2 separate regions of the Neogale vison genome follow, and region 1 is linked to region 2. Evidence: chromatin contacts called from public Hi-C data. All regions are on one chromosome and are shown on one strand. The core of a region is the stretch at or near the end of the contact, and the rest is flanking DNA. Distances in the headings are between cores, read along the strand shown.

Region 1 (5,555 bases), core at 1,133-3,632, 240 kb before region 2:
AATTAGCTCTTGGTATCAAACCCCAGTACTTCTACTATATACTGGGCACCTTGACCTTTTGCTGTTTCAACAACTTCCTATCCATTCTAGACAGGACAGCATCTTCAAGTGCTTTTCAGAATACTGCCTTTTGCTTGGAATGCCCTCCTCTCTCTATGTAAATCATCCCCTTCTTGTAACCCAATGTCAGTCTCCCCTCCTACCCTTAAGCCTTTCCTTATCACACACACTCATGTGTCTCTATCCCCAGATTCTGAATGCACATTGAGTTGTATTACAGCATAATGTTTACTTCCCTCAGCCTTCCGTGTGTATTAATTCAGTCTCAGTCTTGATCACAAGCTATGATTTGAGAGATGCCTTTTCTTTGGAGTGTTCCATGACCTTGAATGTGGGGCTCAGACGTTGTTGGCGCTCAGCTTCATCATTCTATGATGGGCTAAATGAGATGAGCTATTGTCCGGGTCTTCACTGCTGATGGACAATCTGGGACTGTCCGAAGCCAGAGACTTCCATGAGATGTGCCTGCAGGTATATTTCTGGGAGCCCTGGCCCCTAAGCTTTTAGTGGGGGACAAGAAGTGACCCCTGATATGTGGAGAGCATCTTGAAAAATTGTGTTTTCAGGAGAACAAGGACACTCATTCACCAAGAGCTCCAAGTGAATCCCCCGTCACTCCAAGGCCATGAATCTCGAGATGTGGGAAATGAATCCTGTAATGTTTCTTTTGATGTTTTACCCACTGGGGTACCTTCTGGGAATTGATGGGTGGAGGTTTCTTCACCCTTTCCCTTGAGTGATAATCCTTGGTTGTGTTCTCCATCTTTGCTTCCACTTCAGACTACTCATCTCTCACCTGAAGCATATGAGCAACCTTTCCTCTCAGAATTTTGCAAGTTTCTTTTTTTTTTTTTTAAGATTTTATTGATTTATTTGACATGAGAGAGAGATCACAAGTAGGCAGAGAGGCAGGCAGAGAGAGAGGAGGAAGCAGGCTCCCTGCTGAGCAGAGAGCCCGATGCAGGGCTCGATCCCAGGATCCTGGGATCATGACCTGAGCCGAAGGCAGAGGCTTAACCCACTGAGCCACCCATGCGCCCCTGAATTCTGCATGTTTCTTGAGTGTTGCCCACTTGTTCTGCTTTGACCCTTTTTCTGCCTCTTAATCTGCACAGAAACTGCAAGGGTCAGGTCCACTGGTCCTGACAGAAGAGGAGAAGAGGACCCTGATCGCCGAGGGCTATCCCATCCCCACCAAATTGCCTCTAACAAAATCAGAGGAGAAGGCTTTGAAGAAGATTCGGAGGAAAATCAAGAACAAGGTGAGCCCTTTAAATCGAGGAGCTTTTATGATCAGAGACCATGACAAGAATTAAGCCTGGGTACCCCCATTCCCCCTCTTCCCAGTGGCCAACACTGGCCCATCTCATGGAGGGAAGACAAGGGGGACAAGGCTCAGTCTTGCCCTTCCCCTCAGTGGGGAGCAGGAACACAGTCCCCACTGACCTCTGTGTTCCTCTAGTCCCTCTACCCATCCTCTGTGTCAGTGGATCCCAAATTGGGTGTGCCTATTCCTTGGTGCCCATGGGGATCCATTCCGGGCTAAGAGGAAAACATTAGAACTCCCATTAATATTTTTTACATCAGCCTTTTAAGTTTCTGTTTTATGGTATACACAATATTTCCTTCTCGTGGGCATGTATATAATTTATAAATAATATAAATGCATTATGGGTGTTTAATTTTTTTACTAGGTTTTTGATTTAAAAAAAAAAAATCCTGTAATCTGCTGTCCTATGCCTGGATTTAGTAGTCTCCTAGCCCTAGGTCCCTACAGGGCAAATCAGGACTGGTGAGTTCAGGGGGCATGGCTAGGGTACAGACAGGCCAGAAGGCAAGAGACAGAGAAAGAAAGAAAAAGAGAGTTCAGTTACCACTCTTGGTCCCTGTGCAGAACCAGGAAGGGGGTTATGTCTGACCAAGCCCAACTGTCTTGGTGTACTTGTTCTAGTTGAGCCAACTGAGGCCCATGGAGTTGAAGTCATTTATTGAAGATGACATAGATGGTGTGTGACCCACATGTTCTGTTCTGACTCAAGCCTGCCAGGCTTCCCATGAGGGGCCCACTTTGGTGGGAACTAGTGACCACACAGGCTGGTTGAAACCAGGGAGGTCAGAAGAGATGACTCACAGATGAGCCAGCGGGTTATCTCAATGAAGAACGGCCACAGAAATGAGCAGGACTCTGGGGATTTCTGTGCGAACAGACTCCTCTCTTCCATTTACACACAACTGACTTCTGGAGCTGGCAGGAAGTTAATCCTTTCTTCTCCCCTTCTGTGTCAGATTTCTGCCCAGGAAAGTAGGAGAAAGAAGAAAGAATACATGGACAGCTTGGAGAAAAAGTAAGCCTCCTGCCGAAACTGGGTGTGTTACTGGGTGATCTGCCTAGGAAAATGGGAGTGTGCCAAGCTTCTGTTTTCAGGGAAAGTGGATCAAGTTCATTCTGGCCACCAGCAAAGCCGGTTGGTCCATCCCCTAGGTCTTGCCTGCCACCTAGTGGATTTGAGAGGGGGAGGCTTTACAAGGACGGCCTTAAGTTAAAAAATGCACTCAATCTTAGCAGGCGTTGGTACCACAGCACTTCTAAACAGAGTAAGCCCTCGAAGGCTTCCTTGCAAACAAGTGCAAATATTAACACTCATTCCCGTTCCTGGAACTCTCCTCAGAGGAGAGGCACTGTTTCCGCCGAAAGGAGCAGTGCTAATTCATCCCTCACGCCCTAGAGAAGGCACATGGGCCGCGCAGCGAGTGGCGCCGGCGTTCTTTACTTTCCGTCCACTGTAATTCATGCTTCAAGCTAGCTACTACCCACAAAAACACTCGAAGGCACCCTTTGTTCTTCCGAGTAGTCCAGAAGATCAGGAGGGCTGTCGAAAAACATGAATGAGATGCAATTTTGTATTAGCCTTAGAAATATAGTTCTCCACTTGACCAACAAATACCGTCTAAGATGGAAATGAGGCCTCTGACCCGGAAATGAGGCCTCTGACCCGGAAATGAGGCCCCTGACCCAGAAATGAGGCCCCCGACCCGGAAGTGAATCTTCCTGTGTGTCTGGGGAGAAGAGCAGATCCTGGCTGGTTCTTGACATTCCTACTTGACATTCCTACTCTCTACATTCCTAGGTTAGGTGTTGGTAATTGAGCATGAAGTAGTCCCATGCTGTTTCATTATTTTCTGTAGGCTTCAGGGTCAAGATGGTCTTTAATGCCTCTGGGAGGCATGTTCCTGCAGCTGGATTCCTTATCTTGAGGCGTTGCGTTTTTCTCCTCCTCCCTTGTCTATCCCTATCAGTCCTTCTGGCCAAGACTACAGCCAGCAGCATCCAGGCTCCTGTAGATGAGGGAGATGAGTGATGGACATTGAGAGCAATAGGGATGAAATAAAAGAAATCGAGGTTGGAACACCCTAGGACTTTACAGTTTGTACCATCCTTATTCATTTTCTTGTTCCGAGGCACGTGTTACTCATCTCTCTCTCTCTCTCTTTTTTTCTTTTGTCTTCTTACCTTTCTTCCCAACTGAGGTTGGCTGGGCTCTCTCCCTCACTTTCCTAGAGTAGCTGAAGCCCAGTCCTCCTTCTCCAAACCCCACCTGCATTTGCTCAACTGATACAACTAAATGTCTTCTCTCTTGCTCCTCTGTAGGGTGGAGTCTTGTTCAACTGAGAACTTGGAGCTTCGGAAGAAGGTAGAGGTTCTGGAGAACACCAATAGGTGAGTGTCGCTGGAGTGAAGAGCTGTTGAAACTGCCTAATGGAAAGTGGGGGAAGGGCAGATCCAGGAGGAAGGTGCAGTAGGAGGAAGGTGTGAAGGCATTCGGGATGGCCATATTCCACACACGCACACTTGCACGCACACACACGCACACACACACACTCTTTACTTTTCCTAAAATACATGGCAGGAAGCTTGGAGGAGAATAAGGATGGTAAGTTTGTTTCTCATGAAAAAGACATTCAGCTTTAGAGGTGGACGGGAGGGACTGGCCTCTTCATTGTCACCCAATCATAGTAACAGATGGTGTTTATTCGTGAAAGGAAAAGAGGACACCAGGTTTGTTTTTTTTTTAAGTTACAGTTTATAAAAATTAATGATATTTCAAACCCATTTAAAAAAATATCTGGAGACAGAGTGAGTTAACAGGCTCTTCTAGCCCTTTCTTGTCAGATGTTGTTTTTAGCACATCACAGATGTCAGCTCCTTAACCTTCCAGCAACCCTATGAGGTGGTCCTATTAATATCCCCATTATATAGAGCAGATCACTGAGACTCAGATGGTTAGGTGATATGCCCAAAGTCACACAGAAAATAATAGAGCTGCATTTGAATGCAGGCAACTTGTCTCTGGAGCCTAAATGTAAGAGAAGTGTATTGAGTGGTATCCTGGGTCATATGCAAGAGAAAGGGGTTGAGGTATAGGATTAACAAAAAGGGGTTAAGGTATAGGGTTAAGAGTTGGGGAGTTTAATCTAGAATGTGTGTATGTGTACGCAGTGCCTACTACACTTTAAAAATTAAAATATTCGTTAGGGGATCCTGTTGCCCTTAGTTGTTACAGATCTGACAATGTAAGCCGAGAAAAATAGCCTTTTAGGTAAGAAGAATATTACTTAATCATCTCAAGGCTTAGCATTAATGCCTAATAATGATTTTGCAATCATTAAGGGATCAGGTTAAATCTATTTGCCTGTCATTTGATAACACTAAATTTGGTTGCCGTCTTCGTGGTGCGATGCTTAGGCAGCAGGATTTTCTACTTCTAAGCTTAAACTACCATCAGTGGGAACATCGGACATTGTAACCCACTGGACTTCCCTCTGCGTTTCTGGGAACGTCTGTGCTCAAACAGCAGGTCGAGGGCAGTTGCCTCAGGTGCTCCACAGACGATGGCAGAAGTAAATAAACACCCCCTGGCTCCAGGTGCTCTTGCCTTGATCCCCTGCGGCAAAGGGGGACGGTTTCCGTTACCGCTTTAGGGTTCTGTTTTCATGGTTCCCTGTGGTCAAGTAGTCTCCCTAGGCTTTGCCCCTTCTTACCTCCAACTTCACTCCTGCCGTAGTAGATCTCTGGGTCCTGAACCCCTACCAGAGTCTGTGTCCACTTGTTAGCGTCCTGAATGCCCATCCTAGCACTTACAATGCTCCATGTTCACGAGTGGGACAAATCCACATTATGAACTGGTGAAAGAGAAAGAAGAATGTATCCAAGATAATCCTGGAGTTTGATCCGGGTTTGTCCTTGTTGAAGGGCTCCAGGTGCCAGGTCTTCTCACAGCCACACGGGGGCAGCAGAGGTGCAGTATGGGCTCAGCTTTGGGGAGCGGGTGCTTGTGATTAGAAGTGCTCTGCTGCCCGCTTCTCCTAGGAAGGGCCTCTCCTCCCCTCTCCCGGCTGACCGTGCTGTATTGTATTTTTTAAAAAAGATTTTATTTATTTATTTATTTGAGAGAGACAGAGAGAGAGAGAGAGAGCGCGAGCGTACACGGGCAGGG
Region 2 (5,075 bases), core at 2,037-4,536:
CTTATCATTGAGTTGTTTTTATATACAAATAAATGTTGATCCTCGTGTGATAGGATATAATCTGTATTATAACCTATGTTGTGTTTGTTTTCATAGATGTTACACATACATACACAATTTACAAGCTAATGGAGTTCCTTTGAATACTGCCAAAAGCAGAAAACCCCTAGTAAGAGCATGGAAGTTGCTTTACTTGACATTTAAAGCAGTAAGTCTAATTGGCCTTTAAATTGATCGAAGGGAGTGAGGTTTTAAAATTTTCATATTTTAATTTGTAAACATATGTGGATTTAATGATTTTTTTTGATTCATCTCTTTTCAAAGTGAAGGAAGCATTGGTTTAAATAAGAGTTCAGTCTTTTTTTTTTTTTTAAGAAAAAGTAAATACAGTCTGATTCTGATATTTTAGCTTTGTATTTAGTTTAAATCGTGCAAATAAAAATTGTAACATTACCAAGCACAAAAATCCTTTGTTTTGGCAGTTTCTTCTCAGAAGCTTATCCTTCAATGATTTCGAATAACTTTGACCAATTGAAACATAGTCATAAGCCAAGAAGTCAGCAGTTAAAACTTGAGATTCGCTAGAACAGTTTTTATCAGTTGAGGAAGTGAAATCATGTATTTGATTACTATGGAAAAACACCTTCATTCAGGATTTGCTTAATTTTGCCTATGACCATAAACCTGAATTACTGGATTTCTTAGCTTATAAACTCTTTAGTAGTGGTCACTGAAGAAACTGAAGATAACAAAAGACAGGCACAACAACACTGAAAGGATATGTAGTCTGTTAGTTAGAAAGACAGAAAGCCAAAATAACTTCTTCACGGTAAAATGCATCATGTTCCAGTGTTTACGAAGAAAAATTCAGATTATAGTCTATATATACCAGCTCTAAAGGCACGAAAACATGTATGTTATGGGGGTCTTTTATAATTTAATATTATTTAAATAAAGTTGGTTTTATAACCTAAAGCACTCTGCTTCATACTTTATCATCTGGAGAACACTGAGCTTGAATTATTCCCCGTGAATGATGTTGGTCTATTTTACATGCTGTCTGGGAAAGCTGAGCGATAACATGTCCTAACACTGTGGTTCTCCAGCTCTTACCAGGAGCCCAGCTCCCTTGTTCAAAAGAGATTCTGACTTAGAATCCTGGGATTCAAAATATGGCAAGGAAGAGGCATTCCGGGTCCCTGCTCCTACGTAGTGCTCTTCCTACAACCATCCGTTTGGTCTGAGATGCCTCACAGGGTCCTCACAGGGTCCCTGGAGCTCTGCAGGTGCAAAGCCAGACTGGAGCAGGGAATTACTCATAAGGAAGGAGGTTAAAAATCCTACTTGCCTACTGTGAGCGCAGTTGCTTCGTCTGCTGCGGAATCCACCAAGGCTTTTGTGGATTAGGAGTAGACTGGAACCCACTGCAGTTTCCTTAGCATCACTGCAACTCTGAGTGGCCAGTGACTCAAATGCCCCATGCATTTTCAGCAGGTGGTGCTACCTCCTCAATCTCTACCAGAACATCCAAAGGAAACGGGAGAGCAACCTGAATTTGCTTATGGGCATTGTGCTCGCGAAAATTTGCAAACTAGAATCCTTTTCCCTTGCCCTGAGAGCTGCCGCTGCTACTACTGCTCCTCCTTGTTCCTCCCCTCCTCTCACCCCCTCTTCCTCCCCCCTGTCTTTTCAGTAGTAGAGCTGAGACATTTTCCAGTAGTGTGGCTAGACACTTGGGTTTCTGTTTTTCTTTGTTCTTTGCAAAATCAATTGATTGTCAAACTTTTGCAATGTTCCAGACCATGTTCTTTCCTCGGGCAGAGGAGAGCTGTCTGCGAGGCGGTAACTAAACCTCAGTCAGCGGGTGTCTAGACTGCAAGCGGAGTTGCTGTAGGGTTCTGGGTGCCTCGTGGGAGGCAGAGAAGAATGTGCATAACCCATGTTGAATGCATGGAACCGTCTGGGAGGGAGCAGGCTGTGTCTGCCGAGTTCCTAACATGGCCGCTTCCAAGGGGAGGGCTTGTAGTCCTTCTAAACTTACTCGGGAGTAGCAATGCCTCAATTCTTGGCTCAAAAATTATATCTCCACAGGGGAAGCCACACATCAGAAGAGGGCAGTTTGCCAGCAATCTCTCCCAGCACCTTTCCTAAGAATAAGGACTCGAGGCTTTTCACACTTGGATGCTTTGAGTCCCCGTTTCACAGATTAGCTTTGTTATATTAAGCCGCTTTCCGTGCTCAAACCCCAGTTACTCATGCGGACCTGCCTTCTAGCCTGGGCTTTGTGGGGAGGCCCCGGTGTTTTTGCGTGGATTTTACGTGGCCCTGGCATGGTCAAAATTGCACCTGTTCCTTTCCTACCCTACTGCTTTTTTTTTTTTTTTTAATTGTTTGAAGAAGTATGCACCTCAAAAAGTATTTTATTGTGCATCGAAACTGGTACTGACCGTCCAAGAGGCCAAATTGGGTCATGCAGACAAGCATGAGCTCCGACCTGGGCTCCCCTGCTCTGCTGGGTCCTCATTATGAGACCTCACACCCCTTGCATTCTGGGCCACAGCTTTCTTATCTGTGAAATGGGAATAAAAGTACTACCGATGTCGTAGCGCTGTCGAAGGTTAAATGAGTTCCTGTTTGTGAAGTGCTTCTGAGTGCCTGACTCCCAGCGAGTCCTGCATTCATGTTAGTGGCTCCTGCTGCTATTTTTTACTGTTTATTGTTATTACCAGGTGGAGGAGTTAGGCTCGTCTTACTACTTTGCTGATGACTTGGGGGAAGACCCAAGTAGCTTTGTAGAGATTCATGCCTGGGATAGAAGCCTAAAGCGATTGGTCCCTTGGGATGTTGGCTCTTGAGCTTAGACCTAATTCTGTATGTTGGTTCTGCTGCTTAACTACTGCGTAAAAATGCAAAAAGATGAAAACAAGCCAAGAAACCCATAAAAATGGAGGCTACTAGTGCCTACGTTATTAGGTTATAAAACTTTAGAAAGATAGAATAAGGAGCCTGGTTCATATTATATGCTCAATATATAGCAGCTATTATAAATATTACATTTTGGAGAAAAGTCTAGCCACCCTAGGTCATCCAGATACAGAGGCAGGGGGTGGGTCAGAAGACTCAAGTTCGCCATATTTTCATGTTCAGCATTTGCTTATGTTTGCTTTCATTATGTATACTCTCTTTAATGCCAGGGAACTTTCCAGAGCAGACTGTTAACATTTCCTCTTGTATTTTGAATTGAATGTTGTAGAAATCGGCCCTGAGGAGGAAGTGTGCGGTCTGTAAGATCGTCGTCCACACTGCCTGCATTGAACAGCTAGAAAAGGTGAGACAGCGCCACCTGCTGCAGTGGTGGCTACATTGCAGGTGTTTGGCCTCCTAAGACCAGCTGTCACTTCTTATTCTCAACTTTTTTCAAAACTGCGCCCTTTTCAAACACTGGAAGACCAGCCTTGTTACCAGGCTAGAGAGAAAAGCCTGGTACACAAGAGTTATATTATTATTTTTTTTATAATGACAAACATTGTTATTCACCCATAGAATTTCCCACAAGATTTTTTTTTCTTTCCTTAAGAAAAATAAGTTCTTTGAAATCATTGTTTAGATTCGCCTGACATTTGTGAGTTTCCTCTTCCTAAAGTGGAGGCAAAGAAGAGAGTCAGACCAGAAGGCAGCTCTCCTTCCTTCCTTGGGGCGGTGTTCCACTGGGTGGGCTGGGGGTGACATCCCCGTGCTGTCTCGCCTCCCGAAGAAGTAGATTCTGCAGAGTCCGTTGATCAGTCATTTGTGGGAAAGGGGAGGCTCCAGGCGTGAATGTGTTGTCTGCCGTCTTCTCCTTCTTGCCTCTCATCTCTTTCTACACGTCAGTCTCCCTGTTACCTATGTTTTTGAGCTGCTGCATGTTGAAATAGTTTCATCCCCTGCAACATTCATTGTTTTAATGACCATGTTACCGATTGTTGCCAACTGCTGTTTTGTAGGGATGGCTACTAACATTTATATGTATATGTGTATACACACACACACACACACACACACACACACACTTTTTTTTTTCTTTTTGCTGTTCCAACCCCATTTACTATGTCCTCCTTCATTTCTATATTCCTTTCACCTTCTCAAGTAACTAAAGAAGGTGGACATGTTACCGGGAGACCTGCCTGTGTGTAAAAGAAAGGCAGTACTGAAGACTTAAAGAAAATTTCTGTGTGTGAATTATCATCATCACAATTCCTCAAGTTGATGTTTTCCTGCTTTTAAAATCTGAAACAAAGCTCCGTAATTTCATCTGCCTTACATATTTTCTCTTCCTCTCTATCTCCTTTTCTCAAATTTACAGTGTAAGGGGGTTATTATTTAGAGATAAGTTGATTTCATCAATGAGAATGAAGAGACATGCATTGGAGATACAGAATCACCTGGGCTCTCTATGATTATCTAGGGTGATGATTTTAAGAGTTATACTGTGTTCCTTGTTCTTTGGGGGTTTTGTTTTGTAGTCTCCATATGTGTCACTATTGCTTTGTTCAGGTAAGTCAGTATAGTCTGGTGCTTATCCCTAATGTAATACACTTTTCTTTTTAAATGACAGATTAATTTCAGATGTAAACCGACATTTCGAGAAGGGGGCTCAAGATCACCGAGAGAAGTGAGTGTTTCAGAGCTTGACTTCAGATACCACCTTTATTTCTCATTGATGCACTGGTCTAACAGGCGTTCACCAGGGATTTAAAAACTAAAGTCTAGCTCCCTCCATTCCACATTGGTTTCTTGTTAATACATCAATAAATGCCCTGAGTAAAATCTCGCGTTCTCTTTAGCATGTGTGTACTGTCCTTTACTGTTCTCGTGAAATGCACTGGGAGCTAAGATCTTAATGAACAGGTACAGAGGTACAGAGGTGGTGGTAGAATTGAAGAGGTAAGAAGTAAATACCAATTTTATCATCTTATGGCCCGTTTTAACTCTATTTTCCAATTTTGAGTGGGTAGAAGCTATTGAGGGGATAGCGTAGATACTGAGCTTTCCCATGAACTCTGAAACCAGGTTGGCTTCCATACTCGTCTAGATGC

The links. A called contact is a pair of places that touch in the nucleus more often than the background predicts.
Region 1: a contact with region 2 is called in a Hi-C map of fibroblasts, with 16 times the contacts expected there. The contact joins two enhancer-like sites. A contact is called at or near these places in 3 of 3 Hi-C or Micro-C datasets (fibroblasts, muscle and tongue).

What each region holds. Positions count from the first base shown.
Region 1 is chr4:215,864,643-215,870,197 of ASM_NN_V1, reverse strand. It overlaps CREB3L2 (cyclic AMP-responsive element-binding protein 3-like protein 2), which reads left to right. Exons shown (of 12, transcript XM_044246663.1): 6 at 1,176-1,322; 7 at 2,347-2,405; 8 at 3,710-3,778. Among named protein-coding and RNA genes, the nearest start is that of DGKI, 50 kb to the right of the region's middle. Within about 2 kb of position 2,382, the one cell type or tissue checked has open chromatin away from gene starts, as enhancers often do. A contact at or near this core is called in fibroblasts, where this site is marked.
Region 2 is chr4:215,625,277-215,630,351 of ASM_NN_V1, reverse strand. It overlaps DGKI (diacylglycerol kinase iota), which reads left to right. Exons shown (of 34, transcript XM_044246660.1): 4 at 3,254-3,328; 5 at 4,595-4,651. Among named protein-coding and RNA genes, the nearest start is that of DGKI, 190 kb to the left of the region's middle. Within about 2 kb of position 3,286, the one cell type or tissue checked has open chromatin away from gene starts, as enhancers often do. A contact at or near this core is called in fibroblasts, where this site is marked.